Linked DNA regions of Mus musculus: region 1 is linked to region 2. The links are chromatin contacts, called in public HiChIP or PLAC-seq maps. All regions are on one chromosome and are shown on one strand. The core of a region is the stretch at or near the end of the contact, and the rest is flanking DNA. Distances in the headings are between cores, read along the strand shown.

Region 1 (5,053 bases), core at 1,173-3,672, 190 kb after region 2:
GGGCATTTTTCATCCTCCATCAGAGAGACCATTCTTTTGTAAGAGAGTAATGATTAATGCAGAGACCTGTGACTGGTTAACATGAAGTGAATAAAAGACTGTAGAGAGTATAATTGCAAATGGGGCATCTATATCACACTCCTTCCCCTCAAGGCTTGGGGACAGAGAGATTGTAAGAGTCAGAGGCAATGGTTATCTGTAATGAAACGGTATTGTCTGGCTCTGACAACACTGTTATATGACATAAACTCACAGCGGCTGTAACTATGTGCTTAAGACCTTTGCAAGATCAAAGCACCCAAAAGTCCAACAACTGGAGCAGGAAGGCCTCATGAAGCCCCACCCCTAGCTGAGGAGCTATTGGCAGTTGGTGGATGCTTGCAGAACAAGAGTCCACTTCATCAGGGAGGCGATCCCAGAGAAGCTACAAATGTATTATATGGATAACATGAGTGAACTCACTGACCTTAACAATAAAATTAAGAATTTAGAAAGGAAATTGGTAGGAAAATAGGCGAGGGACTGGAGAGACGGTGGTGGGAGTGGATTTGAACAAATCTGGTAATATATACCCACTGAGTTCTCAAACAGCAAACTGAAGCAAAATAAAAACAAAAATGTCTAAACAGTATGCCAACTTCTAATCTTTAACCAATTTGCATCTTCTTTCCATAAGCGTTAGTTCTACTAGATGCCATGTAGGCATCAGCTTTTGCCAAGCCTTCCACCCACTGCCAGCTCTGCTTCGGTAACCTGAGCCCTCTCCCTTTTACTTCCATCCCCTTTGGCTGTCTTCTCATTTTGACTTTGTCTAATGGCAGAGCTTGATATGTGGTCATACTTCTCCTTGGACAGTGTTGCTTCTTTTAACATTGGGCTTGCTAAAAAGCTCACTGGTATTTGACTTAGACATGTGTAATAAGTTATCTAATGCTTTCAAGTCTCAGTTTCCTCATCTGTGAAATGAAACGGTTAGTCACCAGCCCATTGGATTTCTGTGATGATCAAGTGTAGTTGATGTAGCTTCAGTGCCTAGTGCAGTACGTGGGAGTTATAGATGCATGCTCGGAGGCCACCTGCTTCAGCCTTGTCCCATTCTTGCCAAAGAATCATTTGGAATAAAAGTTAAAGTGAAACTAACAGCTTGACAGAAATTGTACCAGCATCAGGCCCTGTAACCCAGGGTAAACAACTCAAAAGCAAACAACATTTCTGTTGATGTTTATTTTATTTTTGGTGAAGGATAACCTGTATCTGGAGGAAAGTATAAGCTCCCAAGTGCACAGAATCTTTAGGTTTCATATGTGCATGCTTCTCTGTTGCTTCCCAGTCCATAGCTGCCCTGGATGCCCATTTTATATTTCACTTGCATTGCTGGGGGACATGAGAAGACTGAGGTTCTGGTCCTGGCAGCTAGCCTTTAACCTTTAGGCTGACTTTTGTGTGATGGCCAACTTGTTATACCTGCCTGTGTGGATCCTTGAGTATGAAGTAGGTTTTTGTTGTTGTTGTTGTTTAACATTAATTTTTCCAAGACAGGGTTTTGATGTATACCCTTGGCTATCCTGGAACTCGCTCTAAAGACCACACTGGCCTCAAACTTGTAGAAATCTTCCTGCTTCTGCCTCCCAAGTGCTGGGCCATCACTGATTGAAGAAGTTTTTTACCTGAGGTAATATTTGATAGACTTCACGGGAAGTTCTGAGGCAAGTTGTCTTAGGACTAAGATATTTTCAATGCTATCAAAAAGTCAGAATTATGGGACAGAATCTTGGGCAGCTGAGACTTCTGTCATATATTTTATAGACACAATTAATTTGGTCAAATAGCTTTTTGTTTGACTAGACTTTAATGACTTCATCTATCCTTATGACAAAATGAAAATCTCTATAATTAGAGATAAGGTTTGAAAGGATAGAGTAAATTTTTCCCTGAGGAAGAACCTGGGACACATTCTCTGCCAGGATGCCTAGTTGTAATATGTGTCCTATAAAATGGCAATTCTTTCTGAGTTCTTCTCTATGAGTAGGAATCAGAACCTCTCATTCTTCCATTGTCTTCCATTACCATTGCAACAGTCTTTCCTTCTGGTTTTTCTCAGCCTGCTTCCTTTTGGTCTTCTTCTAGAGGAAGACCTTGAGTTATGGGTTTGTGCTAATGAGTTCCCTGCAGCTGAAACTCAGGAGTCAGCCTGGACTCCTGCTTCCTCCACTCTGTATCAGAAAATCTATATGCTCCGAAATCTGTCTGTTTCTCTCTATCTTCCCCTGCTTTAACTACCTTTATGTCCTGCTGAACTACCTCAGTGGTGACTCACTTCCGGCTTCCTTCTAGTCTCAAACAGAAGTTGTGGTGATCTGTTAAAATAATGAAGGAAAGCACCACTGTGTGCATCTTGTTCCCTCTACTTCCTCTTACGTCACACTCACTCCAGCTCTGTGCTCTAGTCCTTAGTTCTTCAGGATGTCATTCCTCTGCTACTGCCCTGTCCCATACACCCTTCTCTAATTGGACAGTGCATTTGTCCAATTCTAAAAATGTAATTTGCAGCTGGATTAGCTCAAATGCCCATTCCCCAACTAAATGTTCTCAACTTTTCCATCAGTGAAAGTTCCCAAGTTCCAGATACCAACTTTTTCATTCAAAGTGCTTGATTTGCATCTTAATAAGAGATGCTTGTTGGCAGTCTTTTTTAGCTGAAAAATTCTTTTATCAGACTATGACATAGTATTGGTTAGGTGTTCACTGGAGTAGATATATAGGATCCATTTTTTACACTGACTCATATATTGCTAGAACTCTGATAAGCATCAAACAAAATACAGTGAGCATAATTGAGGTCAGATATTTGATCACTGGGTGCATTGTAATGTGTTTTTCTATTCAGTATTTGCTCCAGTAAAGTCAAAGAAGAAATACTTCTCCCTAGGGATTTGCACATGTAAAGCAAATGTTGGCCGGAGAAAGACTTCATGGACAGGCAGTAATGGGGAGCATAATGTTCTTTTCTTCTGGTTCCATCTTCAGGAATGATGCCAGGTCCTTAAATCAGCATTTCTTTCCTTCTTTCTTCAATGGGAACACTATAAATAACAACAGATGTCTATGCTCCACCCCTATAATTTCCAATTCAATAATTCAGGGATACAACCTGAGAATTTACACTTCTAGCAAGTTCTCAGATGATGCTGATGGCACAGGTGTTGAACCACGCTTACTGAAACCACTTAAAGTAATTCTAGTACAAAATTCAGGCCCAGGCTCATCTCCCCAAACAAGGAGGGGTTCATTTGCCAATACCCAAATGTCTTTGTGAGTCTATAGGTATAGTGGTTGAAGAAGTGTGGGTGAGCAGAGGGAGAGCCCTTGATGATCCCACTGTTACAAGTTTGTGGATAATGTTCATGATTAGACAAATACTAATATTTCATTGGCATGTTGTGAGTAAGTAATCATGTTATTGGCTATTGCGTCTCTGGATCTTTTAAAAAATATAGTATATTAACTGGAGCACAACATGTTTTGGCAGGGGCAGGGCACCCACTGTTGTCCAAAGTAAGGTGCTACAAGCTAGCCAGGGAGTAATGGAGCACAAGGAAATCAGACAGACTTAGGTAAAAGCAGCTGCTTATGGATGAAATTGAATTTTAGTTTACACGTCAACTTTTTGAAAGAACACAGGTATGTAGATGGCAGGGTTTGCTATCCACAGAGCAGTGGCTGAAGAGTGCTTTGAGGAGCATGCATGGTTTTTGTTCTGTTTTCACAATCTCCTCCAGATTTCGGTTTTCAAATATGGGTCATGAAGGAGGTCACATGTTAGATATTCTACATATCAGATTTTACATTACAATTCATAACCATAGCAAAATTAGTTATGAATTAATAACAAAATAATTTTATGGTTGGGAGCTTCTTGGTAAAACATAAGGAAATGTATTAAATGGTAGCAGCAGGTTGAGAAACACTGGTTTAGATCAAGGGTCAGTCATTTTATTTTCTCTATAAGGCCAGAGACGGAAAATAGTTTAGGACTTGTGGGTCGTTCTATCTCCAAGACATCTTCTGAACTAGCCCTAGACACTATGTAAATGAATGAGTGTGACTGTGTCCTAATGAAACTTTATTTATAAAACCAGGTGGTAGTCAGATCCAGTACTAAGTCATGAGTAATTAGTGTTTTATTTATTTATCTTTATTTTATTGTCAGTTTTCTTTGATGATTGAACTGCTAGCTAGGACATCTCACATGAACTTTTTGTTTGGTTTTGATCACATACTCCTAGAAGTAATAACATCAAATATTTTAGCACAATGCTTTAATGAATAGACGATAACTTATAAATGGCATATCTACAATGTTCTGCTACATTATTTGCACTATAAAACATGACCCTAAAAACAAGTTTTGAAGGGACATGACAAAATAAATAAAAGCAGATGATCTACTTTACTGAGCATCCTTTTGGCTCTTGTAAACTCCTGTGAGACTTTGGAGGCCTCTCATCTTGATTGGTTTGAGAGTTCTTTGGTGGCATTGTTATGTGTGGTTTACCACTTAGGAGGTACTGCTGCCAGGTGATTTTTGGCTGAATCAACTAGAGAGTTAGCTCTGGATCATCTGTATTAACATGAAAAAGAAGTATAATCAACTGAAAATGAAAGAAGATGACTAGAGGCCAGGAGTTCATTGAGGTTGAGCATTTGGTAGGGCTATGGATGCAGTGAACATGAAAGGAACTTGGTGTCTTCTCTAGGCATACGTGACTTAAAGAAAAAAAGGTACAGAAGCAGCAAGGCTTCCCAAGATCACTCCAGTCATCAACACACAATAAAACAACATTCATGTTCAAAAGGTATGGGTAAAGATTTGTTACTTTCTATGTGACCCTTTATAAATTCTTTATGAATGATCTCTTAAGGAAATTGCAGTATGGAGAAATTACACATGTAAAATTCACTAGCAGTCTTTGGAGGTAACCTATCAAATGGGAGCTGTTTCAGGACCTTTAGAAACTGCAAATTGGAGATTTAATCTGTGATAAAAGGTTTG
Region 2 (4,832 bases), core at 2,135-4,634:
TGGAAAGACTGTTCTAGATAGAAACTTCTACATCAGGATTTCCCTTAGAAAGGAGTTATGTACTTTCCCTCCCCAAAAGAAAAGAAACGAACATGATCAGTTTTCTACAGATCAGAGAAATATAAAATTACCTTTAGGACTTAAATCAAAAAACAAAAAGTATTGTATATAACACATGCACACGCACACTGGAATCTAGGAGCTGTTCTGTTTTGAAATGACCAGGATCTACTTTTCAGATATAAAAGCTATAAGAACAACATTTATAAATTTCAAGGTAAGAAATAAAAATGGACAATGGGCTCTTTTTTTTTTTTTTTAAACTGATGATGGTATGGAATTCACGGAGAGTTGATTTTTTTTCCCTCCATTTTCAGCTACTTTTGCTTAGGAAGATCTGTGAGATGTGTTGGGATTGCTGAGATCTGAGCTATCCTGAGCACATCTCCTGGTTGCTTTGAAGCCTATCTGCTTCACTCCAAGTCCTCTCACACAGATCTAAATTCCAAGTCTATCCTTTAATGCAGAACTTGATCACGGTTGGGTCAGAGCTCAGATTGCCTGGTGGATATCATTAACAACTCCCCAACTCTCTGACATGCACGGAGACCTCTGCCCCTAATTAGCTGAAAGCTTTGAGCCTATCACTCAATGTCTCTGAGCCTAGATTTCCTTATTAAGCCATTTAAGTCAAACAAGACATAGCATGTTCTATACTACATTATACATTCCCGGGACTCCAGGTCCACGTTTCTTGTAGGGAATGGATAAAATGGAGGAGAAGAGCTCAGAATCTATGCTAGGAGTCATATTTGAAATAGCATTACATGACAGGATGCAATTGTAACACCATTATGCAGGCAAATTCAACCAGAAGTGAAGACAGGGAGGTGCTGGTGAGGCTGGGAAACTGGTCATTCCTGAACCAGGTGGTTTATGGCAGAGGAACTGAACCTGCTGGAAGGCACATGGTTCTGGGTGGTAGAGCCACTTCCACAGTCTAGATAAATGCATGGCTATTTTGGTGAATTGGGGGTTCAGGATTCTCCTCATTCCCGTGACTGCCATTAGATTACATTTCTATACTACAATACCAACCTCAGATCTTTTGACATATGTGACGTCAGAGATCTGATATATCATGGCTTGCTGCCTTTCCCCTTAAGGACTGAAGATCACTCTTGTCTTCTCTAGCTGCACTTCTTGTTATCTACAACATGATGGAGGCCCCTCTTTCCCTGTGTCTCCTTCTCAGCCATCAGCTGGACGTTTGACATCACACCAGGATGACACAGTGCCGCCTCCTACCCCAGCTCCCTTCCAGCACATTTTTTCTTCCCAAGAACACTTCTTACTTGATGCCAAATATTCCTGAAACCACACTAGGTCTTCCAACCCAATGATCAACTGCTTTTCTCCCCAGTTCACAGGTTGAAGTCCTGTTTCCCAATGTGACTTTATTAGGAGGGAATGAGAATACAGCCCCCTGAGGTATAAGCTGACTCCTACAAGGGACAATAGAGAGCTTCCTTACTCCCTTTCTGCCATGAGAATTAGTCTAGCACATGACAGGAGGCAGTCCTCACCAGAGCACAAACTATGCTCCATGGACCTTGGACCTCCTCGCTCGCGCGCAGCTCTGGGACAGACATCTCTGTCACGTGCTGCACTCTTGGAGAAGTTCCAACAGACTTGAAGGCTCTTCAGAGAATCACATGAGGCATGAAAAGAGCTTGTGGCAAATCTTGACAGAGGGTGGTATATACTTGGAAGGAGGTTGCCACAGAGAGAAGACTCACAAAGAGCTCCAAACCTAACCCTGTACAACTACAAGCTCCCTCCTGCCCAGGTAGGAGCATTAAAAAAGAGGGCAACTGTAAGTAATTTACATTAAGTTCTGCCCACTTTGAACAAAGCATGGAGAATATAACTTTCAGTCTATATCTATCCTAATTTTGTCTTCCCTACATCTGTACAACAAAAAGCAGGCCCACTCCTTAAGCCTCAAGGCTTCTTTTCTTAGAGTAAGGATGTAGGAATAAAAACTGATTTTTATTGGGTTCAATGCCAGCTCCAAAATCCCCAGCCAAAGAGACGAACAGTATTACACAGAGGAAGGACTAAATGGTTACTATGCCCATGTTAACTTCAAAAGATGAGTTACAGCTCTGCTAGAAATTTTGTCATTGTGAATAATTTAAAATGACTCACATGGTTTCCTTTCGACATTCTCTGCATTGATATCTGAAAAGTAAGTTATTAAAAAGAAAAAAAAATCAATGTTGTGCAGGAAGCCACTATATTTCCTTTCAAATTCAGGAGCTTGAACACTCAGACACAGAGTTAGTCAGACAGACACAGACACACACACACACACCTGCCTACTGATTTATATTTCATTTACTATGTATCCCAAGTCAACAATTGCGGTGAAAAATCAATTCCACTGCTTCCTGTCAGGGTTACAAGAACAGCCCTTCCATGAACATAGTTGGCAGGTGTATGAGACAAAAAGCATTCCTCTTCCTCTTCTTCTTCTTCTTCTTCTTCTTCTTCTTCTTCTTCTTCTTCTTCTTCTTCTTCTTCTTCTTCTTCTTTCTTCTTCTCCTTCTTCTTCTTCGTACCAACACAACATGAACGACAGCGTTTGGCCATGCTCTTTTCTCTAACTCAGTCATAAAAATTCTTGAGGTTCTTAACCTTACTGGAAAAGAAAACCTCAGATGACTATAAAGTAAATACACAGCATATTCCCAATATCATGGCCATCTTCAAGCAATTTCTCACACTTAGAATGCATTTATTTTTATATGAAGCAGATGCATGTCTTTGGGGCAAACCATGCCTTTTATTCTTATGTTGTGAAAGTCCCTTCTAATTAAAACAGGAAATACAAATTTCCTTGTCTAGTTCTAAGGATAAATCCCACTTAGCACGAGCAGCTGTCTGCAATTTCGGATGAACACTTTCTGGCTATTCTGAATGGACACTGCTGAATTCCTCTTTGGAGCACTTTGTATCCACATCCATTGTCCCAGGCGGCCCTTGCATACCTCCGGATCCTTCTCAAACAGAAGCCAAGCTGTAGCTTTCAAAACTGGAACTACAGAGTAGAGGTAGACTATGTTTCGGAGGAGGTTGTGGTAAGTTAAAAAACAAAACAAAAAACCCCGCTAAACTGTAAAATGAGGAGTCACTTAAGGAAGGCTTGGGGTTGAATGCGGGAGAGAATGACCACGCACTTCTTTTAAACACAGTTCTTCTGTAAAAGCTTTGTATTGCAGCTCAAATTGCAATTAGGAAGAATCTGGTCCCACCCTTCTAATTAAAAAGCACAAGTAGTTCCTTTACTGACCACAACAAAGGGCAGGCAGACACACACCCACTTCCTCCGGGGGAGCTTCTCTGGTTGGAGCTTCCAGGCGGCTTGTGTGTGGCTGATCAACAGGCTACAAGGTCTATCGAAATGCTACCCACTGCAGTGGGGTTTACGCTATTGTAAAAGCTAGATTAATATTATTACTAATTGCATAGGAATAGCCAGCTAGGAGCTGGGGAATGGGACTCAGTGCTAGTGTGCTTGCTTGCTTGGCATTCATGGGGCCCTGAGCTCCACCCCTACTGCCCCTTCCCCCAAAAGAAAGATGGCCGCTTAGCTTAGTTTACTTGCCCAGGAGAGACAAGAAGTGGCTACAACCAGAAGGCCAGCACAGCTCCTTTTAGAGAAGGATTCTGTATGCTCGAGTTCGTCTTGTGCCCACATCTATGTACCCTTCCGATTCCCAGCTGTGGCCTCCCACATGAAGCCTGGAGTAGGAGGCCCCGTATCCCAGGTCTGTGTGGTTAACAGAGGCTTGTGTTTCAATAGTGGAGTGAAACTACTTTCATAGATTCATCTGTAAGGAATTAGGAGACGAGAATTTCTAAGTTGAAAGTGTTCTCTTTTAACCTTAAATACCTCCAATTCTACTATCTGAAGCAATGTTTTTTTTTTTTGTTTTTTTGTTTTTTAAAACTGAAATGTTCCTATGAGCTCTCAATGCTTTTATTTGAACTCTGCAGCAAGGGTCTCATTACTTAGATTCAGGTTTACTGAAACTGACAGTGATACATTGAAACAACAGCAAGGCTTAAGGCTGATTCGAGTCTCAAAATCCAGTTAAGGGCCAGGACTTATAACCAGGAGTCTCCACAAATGCAGCAAGAAAGTTAATAAACACTACCTTTTTTTTTTTTTTCAACTGCAGCAATAAATTGTTCAGTTGGTGAAACGTCTTCAAGTTCTTCTCAAAATACCTTGGGAACTGTTTAATTAGCAAACTCTTACAACACTCAACAAATAGAAATTGGCAAGTTAAGGAGACACAAGGTCCCTCAAGCATTAACTGTGCTGATAATCTAATCCAAAGGCTTTTCAAAGGGACACGTAGTTCATTCTTCTTTCCCCGCCCCGGCCCAAGGTGGGGACACTCAAAGGAAAATCATTTTCCCTTAAAGTGTTCCAACAGTAAATAAAATATAAGAGGAGTTTCGATGATAGTTATAACCATGTATCAGGCTTCACTGCGATTAATATTATGTTTCCTGTGCACATACTGTAGGACTCGCATGGGCCCTCCCTAAGCAATGGCTGCATTTGCTTTGCAGAAAGATAATTCAAAGAAAACACTCCTTTAAGAAGTCTTCCTTTTGTTTCACTGAGCTGCAAGTAGGGCAACGTTTCTGATAATGCAGATATCTATTCATGATCAGCCTCCCACCTGATACTAGGACAGCTCAGGTAGCGGTGTGGCAGGGACTCTTAGCTATTAAACAGTCTTAGGGCAAAGCTC

What was found. HiChIP or PLAC-seq counts read pairs in DNA pulled down with a chosen protein or histone mark.
Region 1: a contact with region 2 is called in a BATF HiChIP or PLAC-seq map of CD8 T cells, with 11 read pairs. The contact joins two enhancer-like sites. A contact is called at or near these places in 1 of 484 Hi-C or Micro-C datasets (nephron progenitors) and 2 of 115 datasets of contacts at active chromatin or transcription factors (CD8 T cells and embryonic stem cells).

Annotation. Positions count from the first base shown.
Region 1 is chr10:44,674,354-44,679,406 of GRCm38.p6, forward strand. The region is part of intron 2 of Gm35154 (a long non-coding RNA gene); the gene reads left to right. Among named protein-coding and RNA genes, the nearest start is that of Gm22503, 55 kb to the right of the region's middle. Within about 2 kb of position 2,423, at least 17 of the 459 cell types and tissues checked have an H3K27ac peak or open chromatin away from gene starts, as enhancers often do. A contact at or near this core is called in CD8 T cells, where this site is marked.
Region 2 is chr10:44,479,932-44,484,763 of GRCm38.p6, forward strand. It overlaps a transcript of Prdm1 not described here. Among named protein-coding and RNA genes, the nearest start is that of Prdm1, 24 kb to the left of the region's middle. Within about 2 kb of position 3,385, at least 35 of the 459 cell types and tissues checked have an H3K27ac peak or open chromatin away from gene starts, as enhancers often do. A contact at or near this core is called in CD8 T cells, where this site is marked.